Regions from separate parts of the Drosophila melanogaster genome. Here region 1 is linked to region 2. Evidence: chromatin contacts called from public Micro-C data. All regions are on one chromosome and are shown on one strand. The core of a region is the stretch at or near the end of the contact, and the rest is flanking DNA. Distances in the headings are between cores, read along the strand shown. Region 1 holds the start of CG12496. Region 2 holds the start of Appl (beta amyloid protein precursor-like).

Region 1 (7,147 bases), core at 240-2,739, 1.9 Mb before region 2:
ATGGAACGGGGTAATCGATTAACTACCCCAGCACCCTTTTTGTGTCCCTATCCAGGATGAAAGCCGATCGGAAGATAGTCACATGAAAACATATGAAACAAAACGACTTTCACCACAAAAAAGCCGAAAAGGATAACGTGCGAAATATACGATCCCCGTTAGCGAAAATCTTTCAGCAATCGATCGCAAATAAAGATATCTCCAGGGGACCAGAACCCATTCAAAGATGCCTTTACATGCTGAACTAGATCAGAACGTCAGATAGCAAGCCACGTCGGTCACGGACACTTTGAGTGATCCAAGTCCAGGAGATGACGAGCGCCGATCACTTGAACGTCACTTAGGATCGCTGGTCGATGATCACTTGAAGATCACTCAGGGATCTCGATGATCACTTCATCTACAGCTGGTCAAGAGCCACATATGGGGGCAGTTATCTTTGATCTTGTCATCGGAAATATAATCTACTTATTGGTTCCATATTTCATATTCATATGGAGGACAGCGGCTGTGCTTTAAAATATAGATCACTACAAAGGTTATGGGAACCATTTCCTTTTACATTTACATTTCAAAGTTAAATCCATACAAGTTGTGAATTTGCATTGCATGAGGCCCATCTATTTGTAGAAAGAACACTTATTAAAAAGTTGATAATTTGATAATGCATACTGTGTACAAACTTTTCCCCTGTTGGGTGAGCAACTGACGCTTTGCACAGGACTTTTCCCAGAGTTTGTAACGTTTTTCTAATGCTTCCTTCCGGAAGTGGCAAACATTTTCAATTAAAGCCGCCGAGTATATAAATTGCATTTGCGGCCGCTAAAGAGCCGCAATTAATACTGATACCGCGCTACGACAAGTGGCTAAAATGACGAGGAGCTGTCGGCCAGGAAGTTGGACTTGGCATCGGCTAATTAGCCGGCCAACCTGACTTCCCTTCTCCCTTTTCCGTTCACTATTTTCCAGCCTGTTGCTGCTCTAAATGTCCATTCAAATGAGGGGGAGACAAGGGCGAAAGGAAGCAGACTTCCTTGAGGGGAATGAAAGCAAATTTAATAACCAAGCGCTGGCCGATAGACATCTAGATGTCATTTTCGTGTGGTGGTGCTGTGGATGAGTGCCTGGATTGGAGTGGGTGATTCTCGGCCGGTACTGCGAACTGTGGGAAAGGACGAATACCTCCAATACCTCCATCAAAATATCAGATCTCGTTGGCATAGAGATCATACTTTCATATTCTAAGCTAAGCTGCTGATATCCTCGAGCTTGTTGCTCAAGTTCCTCGAGATCCAAAGACAATTTGCTACCACACACATCCGTTGGCCAAAGAGAGTCTTTTCATCCAAGGAGAGAACGCCGGAGAGAGCGAGTGTCCTTCTGCCCGCCGGGGTGCCTCTTGCGCAACAACCCCTAGCCCCGTAACCCCTAGCCATTAACCCCTGAGCGCCGAGCGGGTATAAAACGCAGCCCGCTCCCCGTACCGCTTCAGTTTGTCAGCGAGAGCGGTCGAGAGCAGAAGACTAGCAGAGTCTAGAAGTACATCTTTTTTTTTTGTGCACCAGGAGCAGCAGAAACAGAACCACACACAACATGCTGAAGTGGACGGCATCGGCGCAGCGCCTGAACGAGATTCCCGTGCACGATCAGGATGCCAACCAGCCGCAGAGGAGGAGGCTGCAGAGGAGGCAGCGCCGTCAGCGGAGGGCCACCATTGCCAACAAGGAGAACGTGCCTGACACCGTGGGCTACACCTCCACGCCAGTGCCCATTACCCGGCTGCGCAACAGTCCCCTGGTCCTGGCGCCGCTGAGCGATATCCGGAATGTCACCCCGGAGGCGGTGGTGCGCAGTCAGGCGCCCCAAAGGGTACAGAGTGTGCGATACGCCACCACATTGCCACGTTTTGCCGAGGACTACTCGCCCAACGGACTGCCCAGTGGTCAGCACTTGGCGCTGAGGGGCCTGGCTCCGTTGGATCCCTTTCTGGGCCAGCCGCGCTATATTGTAGGCTCGGGTGCAGGAGTTAACAAACTCAAGCAGCGTAGACTGGACGAGGACTTTGTGGCCACCTTGGAGCCGGAGTTGCAGGAGACGGCAGTGCCAGAGCCACCCACCCCCAAGGTGGAAGTGCGTCCAAGCACACCGCAGCCCGCCTCCACGCAGATGGGTGATCAGACCTTGGATCGCCTAATCGATGCCATCTTGGATTCCGCCTGCAAGGCGAACGCCAGCAGCAAGAAGAAGCCGAGAAGGTCCACCTTCAATCTGCGCAGACGCACCTTGGTCAAGCAGCAAATGGAGTCGAACTGCCCCCAGGAGGTGCTGTCGCCATCCTACGCACCTGGAGACGATCCGGCCTCGGATCTGAGCTTTGGCCTGGTTCCCCTGCCCATGCACAACCTGATGCCCACTCCGGAACCGGCATCGCCCCTGGCCAAGATTCCTCACAACTTGCTTGTCCAACTGGCCACTCCAGTGGCCCCCAAGTCTGCCCCCTGCGACAACACCTTCTGCCTGGAGACTCCAGTCAAGGCCCTGAAGAGGACCCGCAAGGAGATCGTCGCCAAGGAGTCCCCCATTAAGCGCTACAAGGTCGACGAGCGCAATTACTTCGAGGTGGGATTGGCCCTGCCCTCGTCTATATATGTCTGAGCAGAGGTAATTTCAAACAGATCCTCGGAAAGCCACAAAAATGAGAAGAGAAACTAAATGCGAGATGGAGATGAAGATGGAGACGAGAAAGCGAGCAACGCTGACAAACGGGGGGAAAACGCTTAACTATGACGCTTAACTAGTTCCTAAGTCGTAAACTAATCATCTTTCAATTACTGTACATAATTTCTTAGGCCACCTTAATCACTATTTATTCCAATTACTAATATAACCATTTTTTTTTTTGCTGCTGTTATGTAGTTTTCGAATATACCTTTTTTTTCATTATTTAATTTTAAACAAATATGAATATTTATTGCTACTTTAAGTTACCCAAATAATTATTTTTTCAAAATAAAAGCATTAAATCAAAAACAATGGAGTACACTTTTCTTTTCTTTTGAAACGGGGAAAACTTTATATATCAGCTTATCATCATTAATGTCGCTTTTTTGAGTAACTTTGGCTACTTCCATGCGTACTGCCCAATATAGGGATATGGGATTGTATTGATTTCAAAATGGTGATATTTGAAAAAGACTAGACTATCTTCATAGTCTAGAAATGTTTTCTCATGTATCCATTGGAATCTACTCTTTAAATGTTAGGTTTATAGTTGGTTTCTGAACTATTTTCGAGATACGAACAAATATCATTTTTGTTGTGCCATAGCATCGCATCGAGTTTTCTGATGAATGCGAAACATCTGCGGTGACCTTCGTCACCTACGCAATATCCCAGCTCGTGCCGATTGCATTTTGACCTGCCGATACGTACAACATATATTTACACAGTTGCTTGACCAAGCGATTTGCTTTGCTTTTCCAGGCGACCAAAACAAACAACGGCGATGCAGGTTGGGAACTGGGAATAATTGAATGCCTGACAGGTACAATGGCACGCCCCGGGATCTACAATCAAGAAGAAAAGAAGAAGTCAGAGGCAGCCAACAGCTGGTCCACTCCTTGTTTCCGAGGACTCAGGACTCTGCGTCCGCTGTGCTGCTCAATTGGCTATTTTCCCATCGAACTATATGACGATATGTTATTAAATATTCATTGTGACCGCTTTTAAAGAGAACACATTTTGCGGACACTCGCTTATCATAATTTAAATCCATTTCAAAATCATATTTTACAGCAAATGAACTTTTTAAAGTCATCGAAACGAAATCAACCCCCGATTTTCGCTTTTGTCTGCGAGCTTTAGAGCTTAGAGTAATCCAACCAGAAACCGTTTTGCACATATTAGTATCCTATTAAAAAAAAATCGTAGGCACCCTTGCAGATGTCCATGTTTCGAAATCAAATTATGGAAACTGCAGTGTTCTGCTAGATCATCCGTGAAAAATCTAGCTATGTTTCCATGCTCCGACTTTTGGCACACACGTCATCTCTAATCCTTCGGCACATGACACTTGTTGGCACGTTGACGCCCTCGCACACACTTTTTGGCACTGTAACTCGATTTGAGTGCGGTATGGATAGTATCCTTTACCTATACTCATAACCATGCCAGTACCTGTCGCTGTTCCGCAGGAGCCCTACTGTAAAATCCCAAATAAGAAGACTTTACTCGTTGAGTTTTTGTAAGAAACTGATTTTATTTGGAAATATCTTTGGTTTAAATAGGTGACATGAGAATCGCATCTTAAAGTAAATGGCCTACGCAGAGGCCTAAGTAAATAGTCCCCGCCTTATCGAGGTCCCACGCTCGGGCACATCTGCCTATCTTGAGCGGCGAGGACCTTATCTGTGGTCTCCCACTAAGGGACTATTTTAGGAGGCGGGGAACGATCTCAAGTGACTGACTCATGTAGTGTGCACTTAAATTACATGTTTTTGAGCAATGCACCCATGTCGCCTTAGATAACAAAATCCTAAATATAATTTATCGCTCTCGATTCATTTACATAAGATATGAACGGAGCCCAAAATTGTAAGTCTTTAAATATATTCGTGTTCATGTGTGAACATTCTGCCAAAGGGCCAGCAAGCTGAGATGTACATTAGTATATTAGTTGCATTTATAACAGTAGTGGACTGTATTTATTTGATATATGTTCATTTATTTTGCAACTAAGATTTCAATGGGCCTAGTTTTTCTGGCTTTTAATTTTATTGGATTACAATTATGGTTTATATTATTTTTAATTCAACAATTTGTACTCAATTAACTTATTTTAAACATTTTGCTTTTTCTATGTAGAAGTACATTTTCTATTAAACAACGATATAGTGGACTGTATATTTTTATTTGTTATATTATTTTATTGTTTATTTACTATTGATATTTATAGTACTGGCAACGGACCTGCAAAGGTTATTGCTTGCATTCTTTGTTGCACAGCACATTTCCGTATGAAATATATTATTAATACTATCATTAGTATTAAAGCAATAATTAATCCAGCATGTCCGGAAATATGATGGAAATGTAAATCTTTCAATTTTTGATGGTTCTCTTTCATAAATTTAATTTCATTATTCAATCGTTCAAATTCCTCAGTATGATTTAATATTGATAGTTTCAGCGGATCCCAAATAATCTTCGGCGCTTCACTAATTTCTCCTATATAAGGTGTTGATAATAATTCTTCACTTTCGGACTGAATGTTATGGTGGGCAACTAGAATTTTATCGTCGGTTCTTGCCGTACAATATGGCGCAATGCTTAAAACTCCTTGCTGAGGCAAATCAAACAATTCAATTTGAGAGCCAGTACATTGCAGACGGACTTTTGAATTCGCAGGAACCTTAAACAACCAACTACTTTTCTTTTCTAATTGCTCTCTATCATCTTCATCCATTATACCAAATAAAATATGATACAAGGAACCCATAAATTCGAAAGGAGCACGCTTGCTTCTAGATCTAGACTGTATCATAAACAATTTATTGTTTTCTTCAAGTTCCGATAACTGACTTTGCATATTATCTAAGACTAGACTACATTGCTCTTCAAGCTATGAAGTCTTTCGCAAACTTTCCTCATACTTTGTATAAGCGCATTACCCTTTGTTAACATTTTAAAATATGGATCCATTTTATAATAGATAACCAAATTCCAAGAAGTACTCACAATCTCAACATCTCCTAGCGGGTCTAGATATATTGCTGAGGTTTTATTTATTTTGTCTATAGAATATCTTGGTGCTATATCTTTAGGTAATGCGCTAGAAACTTGACAACTTAACACAAACAACAACATTGCCATAATGATTCCGATCTTGGACATTCCCGATGTCGCTCTAGTTCGTCTTTTTGGCTCTTGGTCAGCCTCATTTTTGTCAACAGACTTTATTCCTTCCAAGGGACAAATTTTAGTAATGGGTCTAGTGATATATCCTTCCTGCATCTTTACTTTAGCCACTCGGACCTTATCATCATTCCCCTTATGCACCTTTTCCACCTTTCCTAAAGGCCATCTTGCAGGATGACAATTCTCATCCTTTAATAAAACTATTTGCCCTTCTTCTATATTAGGAATTTCCTTTTTCCATTTATTCCTTTGCTGGAGCGTATGCAAATATTCACTTTTCCACTTAACCCAGAAATCTTTCTTCATTTTTTGGATAAGTCTCCACCTATCCAAATTTCCGATTTTTTCATCTTCCATTGGTTCGACTATTTCTAAAGGTGGTCTTCCAATTAAAAAATGACCTGGTGTTAAAACTTCTTGTTGGTCCTTCTCACTAACTATAGTGTATAATGGCCTTGAATTTAAGCATGCTTCTATTTGACATAAAAGAGTTGACATTTCTTCGTAAGTCAAAATAGTGTCGCCGATTATATGCTTTAAATGGTATTTCATTGACTTAACTCCAGCTTCCCAAATACCTCCGAAGTGAGGTCCTGCCGGGGGAATAAAATGCCAATCAATCCTGTCCTTTTCAAGCTGCGCTGCAATCGTTATATTTTCTTGTATTGCATTAAATAACTCTTGATCTAATTTTCTTGCAGCTCCTACAAAATTTGTTCCGTTGTCTGAATAGATATTGGAACATTTTCCCCGTCTAGCAATAAATCTTCTGAGTGCTGCTAAAAATGCGTCTGAAGTTAGATCGCTTACCATTTCTAAGTGTATGGCTTTGGTGGCCATGCAAACGAATACAGCAACGTATCCTTTAAATGTTTTTTGGCCACGATTTTTTGAACATTTAACATAATAAGGACCTGCGTAATCTATTCCAGTATTAAGAAACGGGAATGTCATCGTCACTCTATATTTTGGCAAGTTACCCATTATTTGCTGAGCTGTATTTTGTTTATACCTTGCACACGTTACACATTCTCTTAAATACTTTTTCAACGAATTTTTCAACCCGAAAATCCAATACTTTCTTTGGATATAGTTTCGCATTAGGTTTATCCCTCCATGCAATGTTTCCTTATGAGCATTTTTTATTAATAAGCTTGTTAGGTGGCATTTTTCTAAAATGATTGGATGTTTAACATTAAATTCTGCATTGGAATTTTGCAATCTTCCTCCA
Region 2 (6,515 bases), core at 1,989-4,488:
AAGCAGGGTGGGAATGGTGGGTGCAAGCGACATAAGTAATCAACGACCACCACAAAAATGACGTCGGCGATGCGTGCCCCTGATAACAACGAAGCTGAAGGGTGGACCTGTGGGTGAGTGGCTGACCAGGTCCAGGCTAGTCCTGCCATGAATTGCACGCAGCGACGGTCTAGCATGAATAGCCGAATTAAGGGTAAGATGGGTGGAGAGTGAATGAACGAATGGAGAGCAAAGCAAATTGCAGGCTGCATACAAAGCAAGACATGAAAGGAGTGCAATGCGCTATAAAGCAGCTTAACTGCTCCCCTGTCCGGGATTGGGCCGAACTCCTGGCTCCTGGGTCCTTGGAGGTGCTGCCCCTCGGTTCTTCTCTTTCAATTGGTCTGTCTCCACATGAATATGGATTTTATTAGGTTTTTGTTCCGCCACAGAAGACTGTTCGCTCTGCGTTGCCAAGGGAAAATTGCTCCGAGGTATTTAAGAGACAAGAAAGTAAAGCAAAATTGTTAAGGTCAGGCACGTCGGCGATTGTGGATCGGCCCCAAAGAACGAGAGCTGCCGCCTGGCAAAAATTGTTTGCAAATGATTTAAAAACACTTTAGCTAAAGCTAACAATATCCTAGTAACGCATGTCTTCCCTTTTGGTTTGTCGGTAGGTGTGTGCGTGCACGTATGCCAGTCGATGAATTGACCTGAACAAGAGGATTCGTGGTGAATGCAGGTCCAGCCCCAGACCAATTTGGGGATTATGCTCAGACAGAGCCGGATAGTTTTTAGCCGGACTTAAACCCCAACCGAAGGACGCATAACCCGGCCCCGCACTCCATTTCTACGATATTTGCCAGTCGCTGCGTGTAGAAAATCAAAATCAAAATGTCTGCACGCCCTGTTTGGTTTCGGTAACACCTCCGCTACTTTTATATGCAAATTGCTAGTCGAAGCCAGCTGCTGCTATCCTCTAGCCTCAAGTTTTCGGTTTTCGGCTTTCAGTTGGCCAGTAGCCAGCGACAAGCAAACGGTTCAATTAAGCCAATACTTGCGCACACTCGCAAGTAATTTGGCAGCCCTATCACCCATCCCCATCCCATCCCCATCCCATACCCATCCCCAATCTCCAATCCCCAATCCCCAATCCCCAATCCCCAACCCTTTCCCGCCTTCAAGCCCTCGAGCCTTTAGTGCCGCTGCTAAGCGATGGCACATTTTTCGTAGCATACTTTGCGCGGCTGCTTAGCCGACGGCCACCACATCCCACAGAAACCCGCTCAAGTGCTTGTGTGCTTGTGTATCTGGCTCTCTGTGTGTGTGCGAGAGTGTGGGTGCCTGTGTGTGTGGGTTGCGGTTGCGATTGGTATTGCTGTTGCACGCAGAAAGTATAGAGCCACACTGCTATTTTGTGAGCCGTACTCAAGTTATACATAAGTTGGGTGTTGTGTCAGTAAGCCAGATGAGGCAGTAGCGCAACAACACAAGTCCCTAATTGCTGGAGACCTACTTGTCTTCCCCGGACACCGAATTAATATTGTTTTGACTTCTATCAGCTTCAATGCGTGGCTAACATCGAGCGTCGAGTTGTCTGTTTAAATCAATTTGTCATCCCGATTAAAGCCCTAACGAAACAATGTTTTAGTGTGCAGTTTTGCCCAGTTTCCCAGTGTTCTCTGTCAGTTTCATTTTCGGTTTGTGTTTCTGTTCTGAGTTTCGGCTCTTTCGACTTACTCCTTCGTTCCATCGAGTATTGTATCGAAAGTGGAGTGAAATGGTCTGGTGTGCTGTGGTGTGTTGTGGTGTGCTGTAGTGTGGTGTGTTGTTATGTCGTGTGGTGTGGTGTAGTGTGGTGTGGTGGGGATTCGGTGACTCACCTGAACCTGAGCAGTGCCAATGGCCAGGACGACCCAGAGGCTCCTCAGCAACAAATTACGACGCAGCGCGGCGCACATTGTTCGCACTCTTTTCTGCTTCTTTGCTCCTCGTCTGGTTGGCTCCTGGTCCTATCTCCTGGCTGGGAATCTCCGAGTTTGGTCTGAACTTAGCTGCTTCTGCGGCTGGACTGACGTGCTTCCAGTTCTGGTTAATTGTATTTGCTTTGTTGGCTATTCGTTTAACACTTTGCTGCACAGGCGGACGACGGTAGCAGCAGCAAGAAATCGAAAACACAAAAAAATTTCATTAGCAAGCGATTCGGAATTGTGGCCTTTCGTTTCAGCCTTTAACTTTCTGGGTTCTGGGTTATGATTTCTGTTTTCTGATTTCTGCGCTCTAAGGTTCGTACTCCGATTTCGTTCGATTTGCGGTGCCCAAGTTAGCTGCCCACAGCGCAGCGCTTTTCCTTTCGCCGATGCCCAGAAACCTATGCACGGAAAATGTCAACTCGGAAAACTCTGTGCGTGTGGCTTGTATGTGAGTGGCCGTAGTATTCGATTGTGGAACGTAGTAGGAGAGAGTCCGTGATGGGCGGGGGCGGATAAGGGAATTGAAGGAAAAGGAAGAAAAGAAAAATAAGGCAAAGCTACGAGAGTACTCGCTGCTATCTGTCCTGTCATACCCACTCGCTGGTTCTCGGGGTCCTGAGATTGTACTTCCCCGAAACGGAAAATATGAGTGGCACTATGGCCGCCGTTCTGCGCCTGGAAAAGTTGTCAGCTGCAGTCGTCGGGTTCCACGTCCCATGTCACTTGTCCATGTCTCCTGTCTCCTGTCTTGGCAGTTCCCACGCAAATCCACCCACTCGCTAACCCCTTCCCGCACTCTTGGAACGTATCCGTCGGGCTTCTGCGCACTTTCCCAACCCCTTTCTCACTGATTCTGCGCAGGTGCGCTGCTTATTGTCCCCCAGCTAAGTTGGCATCACAAATCCACTATTGGCATCGGCTTCGCTTTTTCTTTCCGAACTTGTATCACTTTGTTTTGGATGTTTCTCTATGGTTTTTGTTGTTGGGTTTCTTTTTTAGCACTATTTAGCACTTGAACAGCAAAAAAAAGTATTGAGCTTGTTTTGGTTAAATTTGACGGTCTCTCAATGTGTGTCTCTGGTTTTGTGCTTGTGGCTCCTCGGCCACCACCTCTCCGCCCGAGCGGGAGAACGACAAGAGCCACTGGCCAGCAGCCCCTGGCCTTCCCAAGCTGTCGGGGAGTGGTCAGATGGGGTGGCCCGAAGAAGCCCCTAAAGCGCTGAGTTTTTGGAGCCCTGGCTGTACGCTATACCTGGCGCTGCGAACGCTCACAAACGACTGCGAGTGGTCTCGTTGCCTGCAATCCTGCGAGTCCACGTCCGAAAGTGCGAACTGCGAAAGTCGAACTCGGGCGCAGAATGCAGAGCGCGTGCCCGGGATCGATATTAAGGGCGAATCGAGCAACTGGCCTTCCGCTTTCCGCGGGGGTGACAATGTTTTTGGCTGTCCGGGCTGCACTATGGTACCAGTGCTTCCAGTGGTAGTGGTATTAGCGGAACAAGCAGGACAGAAGTGACTAGGGAGAACTGGTTCCGCGGGCGAACCAAGAGTGTCTGGCGGAGTGCTTGTTAGTTAGTTTACATGCACACCGCTAGGTGGAAACTCCCAAGGGAATTTCGCACAGGTCACCGTCTTCAAAAGGCTGTCCTATGCACGAGTTTTTATAAACCACTAAACTTAATTCAAATTTGTTTTCCTCGATGGATTCAAGAGTTTATATACTTTTTCTAATGGTGAAGCCAATCTGCACTAGATGGCGTCGATATGTAAGATGTAAGATGTAAGATGTAAGATGTAAGATATGACCAAATCCAAGTTTCCCACCACCAACCACCCAATTTCCTATCCACATCACTTATTGCTTGGCCCTTAGCCAAGTTGCAAACCACTTTCGACATTATTTAACATGTTCATTTTTTCCTTCCCAGCGACTGGCAACTCTGTGCCGCACAGCTGATCTTCTTACCGGCTACAAATTAGATTTCTTACATTTGTTTATTTACGCCGCCTCCTACTTGCTAGGCCTCAGGAAAGCATAAACCTAGGAACGGAGCCTGGTACAGACACGGAGCTATACACCTACAACAACGCACATTTCACCTAGTTGCGCAACGCACTTAGCCGGCTGGCGTGGCAGTGCACGGTAAGCTGAAACGTACGTGGCAATGAATATGAAATCGAGCTTGCAGGAACATTGAACCAACGAGCGTGTAGCACTAGACCCTAATTCCAATACCAACTCCTTATTTCACCAAGATGACGGCCACGTTGCGTTACCGCGGCGACAAAAGCAATCTCTTGGAGTTCGCCAAGAACTTGGACGCGTTCAAAAAAGTGCCAGAGAAGTACACGGAGACCTCGGAAATCGGAGGCACCCGTAAGCCTTGCAGAGCACTTCAAACTACCAGGTTAATCCCATTCTATCCACTTCACAGTATCCCTGTTGAGCCGCCTGTTGATCGTTTACCTGGTTTACACGGAGCTGCACTACTACTGGCACGAGACGGACATTGTGTACCAGTTCGAGCCGGACATCGCTCTGGACGAGCAGGTGCAGATGCACGTCGACATCACGGTGGCCATGCCCTGCGCCTCGCTGTCCGGCGTAGATCTCATGGACGAGACGCAGCAGGACGTGTTCGCCTATGGGACTCTGCAGCGGGAGGGTGTCTGGTGGGAGATGTCCGAACACGACCGGCTGCAGTTCCAGGCCATACAGATTCAAAACCACTACCTGCGCGAGGAGTTTCACTCGGTGGCCGATGTACTGTTCAAGGACATAATGCGGGATAACCATCCTGCGCGGGAGAGTGCCTCGAAGGCGCCTGCTGCCCCGCCGCCAGGAGCGTTGCCACTGTCTGTCGACCTGCATGGCCGGCACAACGTTCAGCCAGAAAGCAAATTCGATGCGTGTCGTCTGCACGGAACGCTGGGCATCAACAAAGTGGCCGGTGTGCTCCACCTCGTGGGCGGAGCTCAGCCCGTTGTGGGACTCTTCGAGGACCACTGGATGATCGAACTGCGGCGCATGCCTGCGAACTTTACGCATCGCATTAACCGGCTCAGCTTTGGACAGTACTCGGGAAGGATTGTCCAGCCATTGGAGGGCGACGAGATTGTCATCCACGAGGAGGCTACCACAGTACAATACTTCCTGAAGGTTGTGCCCACAGAGATCCACCAGACTTTCACCACCATATACGCTTTTCAGTATGCCGTCACCGAAAACGTGCGAAAACTAGGTGAGGAGGGCAAAGAAATTACATCAATTGACCATAATTAATTATTTTAATCTGTGGATAGATTCAGAGCGCAATTCGTACGGCTCCCCTGGCATTTACTTTAAGTACGACTGGTCGGCTCTGAAAATTATTGTGCGCAACGATCGCGATCACCTAGTAACCTTTGCCATCCGCCTGTGCTCAATTATATCAGGAATCATTGTCATCTCGGGGGCGATAAATGCCTTGCTTCTGAGCATTAGAAGCCGCCTACTCCGCACCTTCGCTCCGGTTTTGTACAACCGATTGACCAGAGCCAAGGCTGCTGCTCCGGATGCTCCTTCTCTATCCTCGCTCTCCGCAAAGGCCGGGACAGCTCCGCCCGTCAACGAGCTTCTGCACACAGCCAACCTGATGGCCAGCGTGGACATCTCGGCCTATTTGCCCACGACGCCGCCAAAGCTCCAAGCCGGCCTTTAGCCGGCATTTCTGTGCAACAGGGAATCTCATTCTGCAAACTACTAACCCTTCTTTTTTACGCAAATATTGTATTCTCTCATTAAGATACGAAAAAAAAACACACACTAATATGTCACGAATGCTGTACATAAATATGAATAAGTTCAAAACTGGGGGTGTTGCATTCTTTAATCGCTACCAAGGATTCCGGTATCGATGTTGCTCCAGCGCCCCGAACGCCGGTAACCGAACATGCTCTTCAGTATCTCCAGGCCGGACTCCACAGTGGTGCGCACGTCGCGCTCGCTGCCTAGCTTTGGGTTGATCTCCACCAGATCGACGCCCTGCACCCGCTTGGTGTCCCGGAGTGCCTCCACGATGCTGATTCCCTCGCGGAGCGTGAGGCCACCGCGCACCGCGGTGCCAGTGCTAGGCGCCACATTGCTGTCCAAGGCGTCGATGTCAAAGCTGACGTGGATCTTGTTCTGCGGATTAAGGGCGTCCAGCGTCATCTCGATAATCTTGGGCACGCCCACCCGGTCGATGGTCTGTTGAAGGACGGGACAATTAAAGGGAGTTGGGAAGGGAAGGGCGGAAGAATTTCGTATGGCATGCATAAAATCATTTACAGAATGTCCCTCACTGCTCTCAAGGCAAAAAGTTGGACCACAGAGTCTGTAGAGTGTACTTATCCTTCCTTATCGCGACTGTACAATTTCTTACAATTTCAACTTTTCTGTCTCATTTTCGCATATCTGCTGTAACATATTCCAATTCCGATTGAATTAATGATCGATAATAAATTTGCAGCTTGGGCAAAGCCAAAACGGGAGCGATGGCATTAAACCATTTTTCAACAAATGTCGATTTTGCACGAGCCATA

What was found. A called contact is a pair of places that touch in the nucleus more often than the background predicts.
Region 1: a contact with region 2 is called in a Micro-C map of pre-blastoderm embryo, with 2.4 times the contacts expected there. The contact joins the promoter of CG12496 here to the promoter of Appl in region 2.

The regions. Positions count from the first base shown.
Region 1 is chrX:2,405,243-2,412,389 of dm6, reverse strand. CG12496 reads left to right here and starts at 1,489. Exons shown (of 1, transcript NM_130647.3): 1 at 1,489-3,025. The coding sequence starts at 1,594. The coding sequence ends at 2,655.
Region 2 is chrX:527,224-533,738 of dm6, reverse strand. It overlaps Appl (beta amyloid protein precursor-like), which reads right to left and starts at 3,238. Exons shown (of 12, transcript NM_001258522.2): 1 at 3,205-3,238; 2 at 1,863-2,112. The coding sequence starts at 1,940. CG4293 reads left to right here and starts at 3,448. Exons shown (of 5, transcript NM_001038727.1): 1 at 3,448-3,725; 2 at 3,881-4,107; 3 at 4,209-4,329; 4 at 4,388-5,194; 5 at 5,256-5,798. The coding sequence starts at 4,209. The coding sequence ends at 5,653. arg (arginase) reads right to left here. Exons shown (of 5, transcript NM_080136.3): 5 at 5,711-6,180. The coding sequence ends at 5,821.